Linked DNA regions of Oryctolagus cuniculus: region 1 is linked to region 2. The links are chromatin contacts, called in public Hi-C maps. All regions are on one chromosome and are shown on one strand. Each heading gives the region's core, a stretch centred on a gene start, on an enhancer-like site or on the middle of the called end of the contact. The rest is flanking DNA. Distances are from core to core; before and after follow the strand shown.

The links. A called contact is a pair of places that touch in the nucleus more often than the background predicts.
Region 1: a contact with region 2 is called in a Hi-C map of an unstated tissue, with 3 times the contacts expected there. The contact joins the promoter of LSM11 here to the promoter of MED7 in region 2. A contact is called at or near these places in 2 of 6 Hi-C or Micro-C datasets (ear pinna and an unstated tissue).

What each region holds. Positions count from the first base shown.
Region 1 is chr6:44,649,650-44,656,396 of mOryCun1.1, forward strand. It overlaps LSM11 (LSM11, U7 small nuclear RNA associated), which reads left to right and starts at 3,011. Exons shown (of 4, transcript XM_051843563.2): 1 at 3,011-3,493. The coding sequence starts at 3,049. THG1L (tRNA-histidine guanylyltransferase 1 like) reads left to right here. Exons shown (of 6, transcript XM_002710341.5): 6 at 13-1,461. The coding sequence ends at 174.
Region 2 is chr6:44,109,280-44,116,564 of mOryCun1.1, forward strand. It overlaps MED7 (mediator complex subunit 7), which reads right to left and starts at 4,050. Exons shown (of 3, transcript XR_007918516.2): 1 at 3,344-4,050. HAVCR2 (hepatitis A virus cellular receptor 2) reads right to left here and starts at 3,413. Exons shown (of 9, transcript XM_008255320.4): 1 at 3,344-3,413.

The DNA of each region.
Region 1 (6,747 bases), core at 1,761-4,260, 540 kb after region 2:
TTCTCCCCATAGGTGGGGGAAGTCACAACGAAAGAGGTTAAGCTGCCAGCAGAAATGGAAGGAAAAAAGATGGCAGTGACCCGGACCAGGTCTAAGCCAGTGGCCTTGCACTGCGATCTCATTGGGGATGCTTTCTGGAAGGAGCATCCGGAGATCCTGAGTGAAGACAGCTGACCCGTCCTGTTCAGTGCTGGCATGCTGAACCAAGCAGGTTCCCCCGCCTCTGCTTGCCCTGGGTGGCCCCAACAGCCTTGACACCCAGAGCGCTGTGTCAGCAATGACACGACCCAAGCTGGAAGGGGAACAGGGGAGGAAAGGGTGGACGGGGGCGGTGTGTCGTGTGTTACTTCAGCAGAACACCTTTTTTCAGTGCTGGAACCTGGTTTCCTTGATTTTTTTTTCCTCAAAATTGTACTATTTTGGTAAAGCAAGAAGTCTGTCATGCCTTGCAGAATGAGTCATTTTCAGATTGTGGCATAAATCTTACAGAAACCTGTCAGCTCTTCTCACCTACAATAGAAGAGGAGCCCAAACTTTACTCTCAGCCACCTGTTCCTCACTACAGAACCCAGTGCCCTTGAAAATCACACTTCTGCCACCCAGTACTGGCATTCACCTTTGGCAGACCGGAAGATCAGCATGGGTTGATGCCTCCGCAAGGCCTCCGAATTCAGGAATTCCAGGGAACACTGCAGGGTGTGCCAGTCTCCAGAATTGGCAACTTCGGCTGGAGGAATACATGGTTCTTTGGGGACGCAGTATACAGATTCCATGGACTAATTTTCTGGGATTGTTGGCATGATCAGTACCTTGCCAATTTGCAAGGCCTCTCACGTCATCCTGGGAAGGAAGAATTTGTGTGTGTAGAGGAGAGAAAACGTGGCCGTGAATGATTGAGGCTGGGAAGCACTGACCTCATGTTCTTCATTCAGTGCTGCCTTCCGATTGGATTCCCTGAAAAAGATTGTCAAGTAACTTGTAGGGACTCAGAACAACGGCATGTGAATGCAGGCAGAGGGGTCAGGATGTCCGTTGTGTCCGAGGGGGCATCATAACCACCTGTTAAGGGACCAGCGGAGATGGCCGAGGAGCCACAGAAAGCGGCAGTGCGAAGCTCTTGGCTACAGAAGGGGAGGTCGTGGGCTGGCTGGTGAGAAAACTCGCATTTCCTCTTGTCCTTTTCCATATTTTAGAGGAAAAACATTATTTGGCTCTGTTAAGATTTAATTAAGAGACAGCCCACGTCCCAGTGCCTGGTGTTGCATTGCAGAATTTACAGCCAAGAAGAGAATGTATTTTTGAAAGGGTGACAGCTAGCCTTATCCCTTCACTAATGGACACCCCATCTGTCGATGCCCCCCCCACTTCCTGTTCTCCCCACTCTGCAGGAACAGGGGATGGAGCTCAGGTTTGGTAATTTCTAAAATCTCAGAAAAAAAAATAAAAGCTTCAACTCCTTTAGCCTGTTTATTTGTCTTAAACAAATATATGAATTAAATGTGTTATGTCTGGGCCAGGAAGATTAGACCTCCTCAGAGCAGGGCTTCACAGAGCTCTGTGCAAAAAAAAAAGGGGGGGGGGGAGGGAAGGGGGGGAATGGTTACTAACAGTTCGAATTTGAGCTGCTGCTCTCGTGAAGATTTGGATTCAGCATTCTGACTTGCACTCTGAAAGCTCCTTTTGTCTGAGACAGCACTTTGGGCAAAAAGGCCTCTGTGATAGAAGAGGTGAAACAAAGACAAACTTGCTCTTGGTGAGTTTAACTTGGTGGTAAATTGGTAGCATTTTTTATCAAAATGACCAACAAGTAGGTATTAACATGTGCAAGATAACCCAATGAAGTGTGCACTCAGGGGTCCCAGGTGATCCTGTAACAATTAGCAACAGTTCAGTTTTGCCTGTTTCGTTTCACCAGGGAGAACTGACCCAAGTAATAAACCATGTTAAATACTTGGAGCACAACAAAACCTGTAATGTTGCTTGGAAGCCGTTGGAAGGTTTTTATATCTTTGTTGTAGTGTGTATTCCAGTGTGTTAACTTTGAAGGTGTATTGTATATTTCCATCTTACTGAGGTTCTCTGTATTCTCGGGCTGCCTTTCAAAATCAAACTAAGACACAAAAACTAGTGTAGAGATGACAGTTTGGGAGAGTGCTGGTGGGAAGGGGGCTTGTGTGGCCTACAGATGGCTGGAAATAGCTTGGCTCTACTGAATGGGGAGGAGCTATCTGGGTGTTTCGTCTAAACTGTCTCTTAAACATCAAAGACCAAAAAATGGGGGTGGGCCGCTGGGATAGCAATTAAGATGGCAGTCTGAGCTCCCATCTTCCAGCTTCCTGCTGAGGCAAGCCAGGAAGGCAGTATTGATAGCTCTTGTAATTAGGTCCCTGCTACCCACTTGGGAGACCTGGATTGAGTTCTGAGGTCTTGGCTTAGACCTGGACCAACCTCAGCCGTTTCAATCAGGAAAGGGAGCCAGAAAATGGAGTTTTTCTGCCTTTCAAATAAGAACAATAAATGTTTTGCTAAACAGGTTATGAAGTCACAAGTTAGGAATCAAATCTTGGGCATCTTCCATCCCGTCTTCCGAGAGCTGGATCCTTGATTCCTCCAGTTAGCAATGCTTAGAAAAATGAAGTGATAAAGGTCCCTCAACTCCCGAGCACTGCTCAGCATAGATGCAAATTGAAATGTGTATTGTCCTATTCCCGCCCCGTCCGCTCAAGCTAGGCTGCAGTTCCCGAGAGCAGAGACGCCTTAGGATTTTTTGAAACGCGATCCCAGGCTCCAACCGCACGGTATCAGGAGTATTAATAAACGCCCCAAATGATATGCACGAGACACTGCAATAGATCAGGTTAACAGCGTCAACCGGTCAGCTGGGCGCGGGCCATGCGCCACGCCCCCCGGCAAGGGCAAAGCGTGGGCAGGTGCTGCCCCCCAGCGGCCGCGCCGCGCAGGGCGACTCCGCGCTGCGGCTGCGCAGTGCCGCCCTCTGGCGGTCCCGCTCCTTCTTCCCATCGGCCTCGGCTTGCGGGCCTTTCAAACATGGAGGAGCGGGAGCGGGGGGCGAGGCAGGCTCGCGCCGGGAGCCCCGCGAGCCCGCCCAGCCCGCGGCTGGACGTCAGCTCTGACAGCTTCGACCCGCTGCTGGCCCTGTACGCTCCCCGCGTGCCTCCCATCCCGTACCCCAACGCCCCGTGCTTCAACAACCTGGCGGAGTACGAGAGCTTCCTGAGGACCGGGTGCCGGGGCGGCGGGCGCGGCCGGGCGCGGAGCGCGGCCGCAGGCGCTGGGGCCCCCGCCGCCGCCCCGGGGCCCTTGGGCAGGTCCCGCCGCCGGCCCGACGCCCCCGCCCCGGACCCCGAGCGCATCCAGCGCCTCCGCCGCCTCATGGTGGTCAAGGAGGAAGGGGATGGGGCCGCAGGGGCGCGCCGGCGGGGTTCGGGACGGAGCAGGAAGGCGCCGCGCAATGTGCTCACGCGAATGCCCCGTGAGTCCGCGGGCGGGGAAGCGGGAGCCGGCAGCCCCGGGGCTGTCTGCGGGGTGGTCGGGGCTTGGCGCGGGGTCTGCACGTACTAGGGGCAGGGCCCTGGCGAGGGTTTGCAGGGAGATTCAGCGACGGTGGGGAGGGTCGCCTGGAGTGGGGGACAAGTCTGCATGAGCAGGAGGGGCCGAGTGTAAGGCTGTGTGGGTATCGGGAGCCTTGGGGAAGATTTGCAAAGGTAATAGGGTCCGTGGCAGCAAGGGCCCGTGGGAGCAGGGGGTAGGCGGGGGGAGGGCTGGGGACGCTCACAGCCAAGGGCGACCTCGCAGGGAGGTCTGCGGAGGCGGTGAGAGGTCTTGGGGACCACCGGGGGAGGTGGGAGGAGAGAGCACAGAAGTTGGGGGCGGGGCGGCGCACGGCCGGTTTTAGGGGTCAGGGGAGTGTTTGGTCCCAGTCGTTTGGGGATGAGCAGGATGGGCGTGGGGAGATGTGTTTAGGTCGCGCAGGGGGTTATAATCTGCTAAACCCTGCACCTCACTCCCCCGGTGCGCCGAGCAGGAGAAGGGCTGAGGGCTGCAGGTCTTGGGCACGTATGTTCACATTACTCAGTCACAAGTGTGGGAACGCAGCAGCAGGCACAAAATGCCACCAAAACAGACACTGGTCTGTAGCGAGGTGTGGGACTGTGTCTGTCAGGCTCCTATTAACATATGCGCAGGTTGTCTAGAGTTCTGAAGGTGTGAACGGCACTGGAGAATTTCCTGGTGCCTCCTAATAGATCCTTGGAGTAAAGCTGTAAGCAGCCGACGTTCGAATGCGTGCTGGGTCCCGTGTAAATGGAATAGAAAGAGCCCAGGGTTCTGTCTGTCTTCATCTGGCAAGCAGCTCTGACATCTGCCCTGTGAAGGCAGTGACCTACTTAGCCACTGAAAGCGTCTGCATCCTGATAATGAAATTGTTCCATGATGAAAGTGCCGCCTTTTGAATGGAGGGCTGTGCTAAACAAGGGGCTGTTTTGCTTCATTCCTAGAAATGTGTTTATTAGGAGAGAAGCATCCTGAAAAGCTGCGTGCTGTCATGGTGCCACTGCTGGGTGACTGACGGGGCAGAGCATCGCTGCCTTGCCTGCCCAGCAGTGGCACAGAAACAGTGTGCATTCTCCTGAAACGAGAGCAGTTTGGGGACCCTTATTTTGCCTGTTAAAATTTAAATCAACTCCAACGCTGGGTCTGACATTTTATTTCCACTTTACCAGTTACTGCTTTGCTACTGAGACTGTTGAAGAGATTGCTCTGTGGTCAGTTGTGTTAGCTTTACTCTGGAGCACGTTATGGCTAAGACAGGGTGTGACTTTCCTTTATTAAACACACATGTTGTCGGCTTTGCATATTAAATGCACACATGGAGTCAGGATTGCAGAGACTCCCTAGCCACTGAAAGTGTTAATTATGACCCTGGAGACAGTGGAGAGTTTGACATCGCAAAGAGTCTGATGGCCTGCAGAGGCAGAAGTGACCCGAGCGTGGGTGAGGGTTAGATTTGTTCAAGAACGACTTCTTGGATAAGCTTTAGGTCTTGCAGTTGAAGAAGGGCATAGTTGAGGGTAATAATTATTTCAAAATCAAGTTATAAAGGTATAACTTACCAGTAGAAAAATTCATGCTTTTAAAGTGGGATTTAAAATCTTAAAGTGACATATTTTTCGAAAGGCCGAGCAAGAGACAGAGAAATCAAGATTGAGAGATCTGCCATCCTCTGGTTCAGTTCCCAAACACCCACAACAGCTGACCCAGGCCAAAGCCAGAAACCTGGAACTCCATCCAGGTCTGTTATGTGCCTGGCAGGGACCCAAGTACTTGAGCCATACCCTGTTGCCTCCCAGGGTGCTCGTTAGCAGAAAGCTCGATTGGAAGTGGAGGGAGTCCTAGAACCTGGGACTCCCATATTGGGTGCAGGTGTTGGAGGTTCGACTTGGTTACGCTGTGGCAAATAGCTGCGCCATAAGTGAGTTTCAGTATATGTGTAGAGTCTGCCTAGGTTTGTCCACTGGCTTGCACATCTTCTACTCTGGGTGAAGCTATCGAGAGTCTTTTGGTTTCAGTTTCCTCTGTAGAGGGAAGGCAGTAGTAGTACCTCACATCGTTGTGAGGATTCAGTTGGTTAACACATTTAAAGCATTTATAGTAATAATGTTACCTGGCACAAAAGGGAGGTTTTCAGTGAACATTAAATGTCACTGTTACCGTGGGTTGTTGTGGTTATTTTTTTAAATTTATTATTATTAGAGGGACCTCCTTATCCACTGGTTCTCTCCCAAAGGCCCTAGAGCCAGGAACTCAATCCAGGTCTCGTGTGGGTGGCTGCGACCCTACTACCTGAGCCGTCACCTGCTGCCTTCCAGAAAGTGCACCTGTAGGAAGCTAGAATGGGGAGCAGAATCAGGCCTTAAACCCAGATAAACCATATGGGATGCAGGTATCCCAAGTGATATCCTAACCGCTGTGCCAAACAGCCTTCCTCCATTACTACTTTTAGCTTGTCTTAATTAAAAGCCCCAGGTCTGAATGCATTTAACCTGCCTGCTTTCAGTGTTGGTTCAGCAGTTTACCAGACAAGCGACCTTGAAGAAATTGTTTGAGCCTTTCTGAGCCTCAGTTTCCTCATCTATAAAATGGGGTGAAATAATAGTGTATATCTGTTAGGATTGTTATGAGGATTGCATAAAATAATGTATTCTAATTTAAACTTACCACAGGGCCTGACTTACACACAAGGCCCCGGGGTGAGTGATGATGATGATGACAATGTGGATGTGAATGAGGGGAGTGAGGAGACTTAGAGAGTAAACTAATCATCTGATGAGGATCTGGGCTGGACTGTTCTGTGGAGAGAGGAAGGAGAGGGCAGGTCTTAGTTACTGAGAATCTATTGTCTGGACTTAGTGGACTTAGTGCTGGGACTCCCTCCCAGCAGGGAGAAGGAAGAGGGAAGCTGAGAATCGACCTGGGTTTGGAATTGGGAAGAATAACTTGCTTCAGCCTAAGGAGTCTGCTTTTTTTCCCTATTAAGTTGTAGAAGCGTGGCTTGTGTCTCTTTGGAGATGCCGGGAAAGAGAGGGAGCGTTCGGAGAACAGGGGCTTGCTTTTGCCTGGGCTCTTGGCTGTCTTGGGTGATGCTAGTGTTGTGTTTCTGATCACACAAGAGGAGAAATGCTCCCTGGAATTACACCTCACTCAACCTTTGCAGGAAAAAAATGCAGA
Region 2 (7,285 bases), core at 2,800-5,299:
ACAGTTTGTCAGCTCAGCACCACTTCCTTTCTCTGAAAAATGGATGGTTTTCTCCATACATGGACATAGTGAGGACTGTTCATTTTTACAGGATCCAGGCCCCAGCTGATTGGTCCAGTTGGAATCAGGTATGCAAACCCCAATTCCTCAAACTTAGCTAACAAGAAAGACAGAAAAAGACCTAACACTTGGGACCTGTTAGCAGCCATGTTCTCCACCCGTATCATTAAAGAAGTTGGTCTGTCCAGAGAATGGAGCTAATCAGGAGGGTCTCTAGGGCAACTAACTCAATTCCATCCATATCCTCTTCAGTTTGTTCAGTCATGTAACATATCCCATTATCCTTCCAACAAATTCATCTTCTTGCATAACATTTTGTCACCAATTAACAGAACACTGATTAATAAAACTCTTGAACCACTGTGCAGAACCACCTGCAGATTTCTTTAAATCAACATCAGGCGATGGACTCAGTGGCACAGTGCGTTGAGCCACCACCGGGGACACTGGCAGCCCACAGCTCACTGTTAATGTGCCTAGGAAACAGCAGATGATGGCTTAAGGACTTAAGTCCCTGCCAACTACATGGGAGACCCAAATGGAGCTCCTGGCTTCTGGCTTCAGCCTGGTCCAGCCCAGCTGTTGCAACCATTTGGAAAATAAACTAGCAGATGAAAGATCTTTCTCTCTCTCCTCCATATTACTCCTCTTTCAAATGAATACATGTATCTAAAAAAATTTCTAGCATTCATTTAAAAACAAAATGCCAGGGCCTTCAATTCAATAAAATGAAGTTAAATGTCTCCGCAGTTTGAGCATCAGGCATTTCAAGAACAACTTGCGTTGATTCTTGCAGACATTTTACTTTGTTCCATCAATTTTTTAAAATTATTTTACTTGAAAGGCTGTTAGAGACAGCATGCACACTTCCATCCACTGGTTCACTCCCTAAAGGGCCTCAACAGCTAGGACCACACCAATGCCAGGAGCTTCGAACTCCATCTGGATTTCCCACATGGTTTGCAGGGGCCCAAGTACTTGGGTTATCTTTCTCTGCTTTCCCAGGCGCATTTGCAGGGAACTGGATTGCAAGCAGAGCAGCTGCACTTGAACTGGTATTTGTATGGGATGCCAGTGTTACAGGCGGCAGCTTAACCCACTCTACAACACTGGCCCTGGCAAATCAATCTTTCAGGAATATTCAGCATAAACAGACATCCAGAGATGTGTTTTAATCCTCACAAGAGTAAAAGTCCATGTATGGTAAGCTTTTAAAATTGCAGCAACTATCAGAACATTAACGTTTCATTCCACTATAATATCAAGAGTTACATCAGGTGCAACTGCACAGAACTCCTTGATTAGCTCTGGGCTAAAGTGAAGCTAACCTATGGCATTGCAATCCATCAATACCTCTCCCCTCAATGCGCACACACACACACACACACACACACAAATTTACAAGTAACTGTTGTGACTCTTAACAATGTTAAATGATTTCATTTCTTACATGCAAGGATTTTCAAAGTGGTCCCAAATTGGTTTTGTACCTCAGCCCAACACTCCTCTCACAGCAATGTATTTTTTAAAAAGTCAAAAGAGAAACGGTTGTTGAGTTGTTCAAGAGCCATTTCCATCTTGCTCACTGACCAAGGTATGAGGGAGGAGGTGTGGAACAAATTTAATTTAATTAAGGGAAACCAGAATGTCCTTTGGGGGTCTCTGGTCCCAAGGTCTACACCAAGCATATTCCAGTTGGTAAAAAAAAAAAAAAAAAAAAAAAAACCTTAAATTTGAGACTTGTTAATTAGTTCTTGTCTGCTAGAAGTGTTAATTGGAAACAGCCTCTGTCTGAATGCAAAGAATGCATATTTCACACAGGGAAATTGGCCTGTAACCATTTTACAGTGAGTTGGTGAGACCTTAATGCAGCAAATCCCTATGCTAGTAAACAGGAAATGAGGGAGAAATCAAAAGCACATCACCCAGGAAAAGGCCCATCTCTACAGATGGTAATCTTGAGCATGCATCAGAATTGGAGGAAGGCTTAACACCAAGCTTGCCACGCCCTGTGCACCAGCAAGTTTCTGGTTCAGAAGGTCCAGGGTGGAGCCAGAGGAGCTTGATTTCTAACAAATCCCCAAGTGATGCTAATGCTGCTGGTCCAAAAGGACAATGGAGAACCACTGGCTTCTGTCAGAGAGTAGCAGGCAAAGATCCTGATATGAGGCCAATGGGCGGGAGGGGGAAGGAGGGAGGAGAAAAGAAAGTACAGAAATAAAATCTCAGTACCCAAGACAGTTTATTTCTTGTTCACATTAAGTTAGCTGTAGAAGGAAGAATGGAGTTAAAAGAGGACCTAATCTTCACATTCTAGAACCAAATTACTATAAACTGTTGTCACCAGGCTTGCATGGGTGTGGGCACACACCTAGCCGACTGGGGAACAGAATGGAAGATCGTGCAAGAAATCTTAGGGCACAGACTCCATTTCCCAGAACTTAGTCACATGGCCTCACACAGATATAGGGCAGTAGGGAAATGTGGTCACTGGCTGAACAGTGATATCTCAGCAAGAAGAAGCGCGAATCACTGGTGGACATCGAGCAGTTGCTCCCACCAAACCCTTCTCCCACTGCAGTCTACCAGCCTTGATCATGTCTGAGCTTAGCTTTAAAAATGTGTAATTTCAAAGAATTACAAATATTTTTAAAAATCTGTAATTTCAATCCTCTTAATTACTAAAATCTGTAATCTAAAATTTCTAACTAAGCTGACCAAAGACTTTCTACCCAAGTGACTGAGAAAAACCAATTTATGGGACCTACCAAGGTTCAAGATAAGGAAAAAGAGTCTACTGAGGTAGTAGAGTTACAAGAATCACAAGGAAAAATAAAGTTTTTGTTTCATAACAAATGGGTCTCTTTTAAAATGCTATACTACCTTATGCAGATTAGGTAAATTTTTAAATATTACATAATTTCACATTTTAGAGTATCTATCCCTCATTCTTAAAGCAAATGACAAATTTACTTTTTAAGGATGAAAGTTTGCTATTACCAAGGACACTGTCAAACTTTTACTCCAACTCCAAAAAAAAGAATGCCCCACACATCTGCAGCAAACATTTTCTTTTTCAGGTCACTATTCTTAATTTACGGGTCCCTGTTTGCCTACACTTGTTATATACTGAAATTGCTGCCTATGGCATTACGTAAGTGAAAAAGCTGGAGAGTCAAGAAAAAGGCCATTTAAACTTTTAGTTATTCATTTTAAGACTGCCCAAAAGAAAATAAACCAGTAATATTATACTATTTACCAAAAGGGAAAAAAGAAAACTAACATGAGTCACGGTCTTTCATTCATTTCATCAATTAGGACACACAAGGCAGCATCTTTTTCTATAATCTGGTCCCTTCGATGACCTGAATTTTCTCTTTGCTGCTCACTCTGTCCAGTACAATTGTTGCTATCATCAGCATCCATTGGTTCAGTTTTTACTTTTATTCCTGCTTCTGAGTGGGGTAAATCATCAGGCAAAGAGGCCAAGCAATTCTGAATCATCTCAATCACTCGCTCCAGATGCTTCTGAAACCTCTCGGCTGTTTCAAGCCTCTGTCGTTTCTGGACTTCCATCATAACTCTCAAGGTCTCTCTTGCTTGGTGGGGTCTGTATTCATTTATGAGATGATGCACATGGACAAAAAGCAGCTTAAGATCTTCCAGCTTCTCTTCTCGTTTTATACTCCCAGGGCTCCTTATCAAGATATCTAAAAGGTCCAAGAAATTAATAAGGATAGACATATTGAGTTTCCTCAGTTCTTTCTTGTGATCAAATTGCATAGGATGAAGCCTTTCGATGCCCTGACTTTCCAAAGGGCGGATAATAAGATCATCACATTGGAACTGGTTGCCAAACATCATATAACTGTCTTTGATTGGAGGGGGTGGCTTGGGAGCTAGACCTTCCTGAATATTTTCATCAGTGTATTCCTTGATGTACTGCATAGGAGGTGGAGGAAGTGCACTCACTTGCTGTGGCTCACCCATTGTGGAAGATCAAGCACCTACAAAAACAAACCAAAGATTCACAGAAGAACTACAAAACAAACCTGTCACATTTAGTGTTTACAGACAGAGCACTCCCCTTTTCTTCCGGTAGTTTCAAAGCTAACACTTACAACTCAGAATGGATGCCACCCTTTTCTAATTAAGCACTATATTCTCAACAACCCACATTATTTTTCCTTCCCTGTTAATACTTCTCTCCCAATATCTTGGAGTACCTTTTCATTTATAAAGAAAAGTCTTCTGGATTCTACACCACTTACCTTTTATGTCCCATTTCTCCACATCTCTTTATAGCAAAACTACACATGCTGTCGCCCAAACACATATCACAATCACTTTTTTTTTTAGAAGGTAGATGATTTTAAGATTTACTTTATTGATTTGAAAGGCAGAGTTACAGAGAGAGAAGGAGAAACAGAGATATCTTCCATCTGCCTTTTCATTCCCCAAATAGCTGCTAAGGACTGGGGCTGGGCCGGGGCCATGTAGAATCCAGGAACTTCATCCGGATCTCCTTTGTGAGTGATATGGGTCCAGGCACTTGGGCCATCTTCCACTGCCTTCTCAGGCATATGAGAGGAAGCCAGATAAAATTGGAACAACCAGGACTTAAACCAGTGCCCATATGGGATACTGGTGTTGCAGGGAGCCATTTAACCTGCTGCGCCACAATGCCAGCCCCTACAATCACTTTTACTATTACGAAGTGATTTCCCAAAGTAAATACTTATAACTCAAACATTTTGACAAAATTAACATTACTAAAATCTAGATACCCAGTATCATCCAAGGCTCCTAGATGAAATGATTATCCAAGTCTGTATCTTTTTTCTACATTTTATGCTACAATTTACTAACCTTTCTGTATCTACTATAGAAACTTGAAACCCAAATTCAAACCCACAGCTTCTATGGCCACAATCACTTCTACTTACTCCTTTTTAAACATAGGTATTATCATCCAATCTGAAGATTCTCAAGTGCTCTTTTAAACCGATCTGAACAGTTTTAAGACACACCCCTCCGACGTCAGGAGGCGGCAAGTACCCGTGTGCCTCTGCGGATGCGCACCCCTCGACTTCAGCTGGCATCTTTCCAGGGTCAACTCCCTAAGAGGCATCACTGTCTCACATCCTCTCCACATCATCTTCCTGCCAAAGCTATGACCTAAGTACACGATCAATTCTATTCTTCGGATGAGGATCCCAAGTCTTAAGGGCACGTGTCTGCAGATCGCATAACTACTAACGGCACAACAGCAATTCCTACCCCACGTCCTTTCAGCTCCAACCCGCGAAATCTCTTCAATCACAAATCCTTAAGCCACGAACCGTCTAAGAGTACAAGAAACACTTGGGACTCTAACACCATTATGTTTATGTTTATTCCGTATCACCTCTCTAGACAGAACTTTTCTAAAGTAATGGAGGTTTGTTTTATTTGTTTTCAGGAAGATCAGCGCGGAGCGTCGAAACCGGTTCTCTGGCTGAAAAGCCACCTTCTAGAATGTGCTGGGGGGGGGGGGGTCCCTGGGGGCGGGGAGATTGCACATCACCAAAGCAAGGAAGCTATTCTAGGGTCCCATCCTCAGGGATTTGGTTCTCTTCTCTCTACCGTGAATGGGACTCCCGAGTTTCTAGAACCTCTCGAGGCGGATGTGACGATTCTGAGGCTTGGGACCCGCCGCCCTCGCTCTCCCCTCATTAACTCGGCAGATTTCAGAGACGGGAACAGGCGCACTCTCACTGTACAAGTGGCCAGCGATAACCGCCTCTCCGGGGGCCCCTACCTTGGAAAACCAGCTGCGCCGGGGCCAGAACCCACGCCTCCCAACCTGCAGTCCCGCGCCGACCCCACACTGAGGAAACCCGGAGCCCGCCGCCCCGGGGCACCTTCCGCGGCAGCCAGGCCACGGCCCTGGAAGACCGCAGAAAAGGAAAACCAGCGAGCGCCCTCGTAGGCCGACCCTACGGCCTCCCGAACTCCCAATCCGGCCGAGAGGAAGCAGCGGGGTCCGGAAGGAAAAACCAAGAACGCGGGGCCCCAAGCCCACGCCGCCCACTCACCTCTGCACTTGGTTGACGCTAGAATCTACCTTCGCCACCGCAACCGAAATCTGACTTCCGTTCTCCCTCCCCAGGAAGCAGCCACCGACGCTGCCCTTGATTGGCTGCTCGAGCTGTCGTTTCACCTGGGCTCTAGTCCCGCCCCAGAGCTAGAGCTCGGTACTGCGCTTGCGTATGTCCCACCCCCACAACCCGCCCACCATTAGTGGCCTGCGGGCTGGGGTTGGATCTCTGTACTTTTTATCAGTAAAAGTAGCAGCTGGTTTCTCCGTTTACTTATTTTTATTTCTAAAATGTAATGCTTGAAATCGAACAGGGCATCTGTATGTCTTAAGTAAAAGTTGGAAAGCACAGGCAAGCTGATGTTTCTAAACGTTCCAACTCCAAACCCACTGTCGGAAATACGATTTTAAAAATGATATTGGACGCTGCTATTTAGATATGCCTTTAAATCTGGAAGTGTTGTGAACATGAGAATCAGCAATATATTCTGAATCTCCATTTCTTCACCATCTGTTCACTTTTATTTTCACTTGGGAATTCAGGGATATTTATTATCTATTCTGCAGCAGTTATCTCTTATCTGTTATGCAACAAGTTACCAAGTTGAGAAAAATGTTTCTTTGGAGGGCTATTTTCACAAGAAGTGTCACAAATTTCTAAAGTCGTAGGAGTCTTACAAAAGCACGTTGCAAATAAAATGCACGATAATTTTGCTGATAAAAATTCAGACTTCTTTAAAAATAGTTATTTGACTTTACTATTTAAAAACTTATTATGGAAAATTCAATCATATAAGAAATTGCAGAAACCAGTTTACTTACCACACAATTTCAAAAATGGTGTCTATATCAGCACGTGCATTTCTAAAAGATTAAGGACCCTTTTAGTATAACCATTCGCTCATTTAAAGATAAATTGATTATTTAACAATATCAAATATCAGGCCAGTAATTGAATTCTGAGTGCCTCAGGTTCCAAGTAAGCCTCTTCTTTTTCTACTGGCCAATGTGTCCTTTATGTATGTATTTTAGATTTATTTATTTATTTGAAAGGCTGTGTTGAGAGACAGAAAGATCTTCCATCTGCTGATTTTACTCCTCAAAAGGCTGCAATATCTGGGGATGATCCAGGCGGAAACTAGGGGC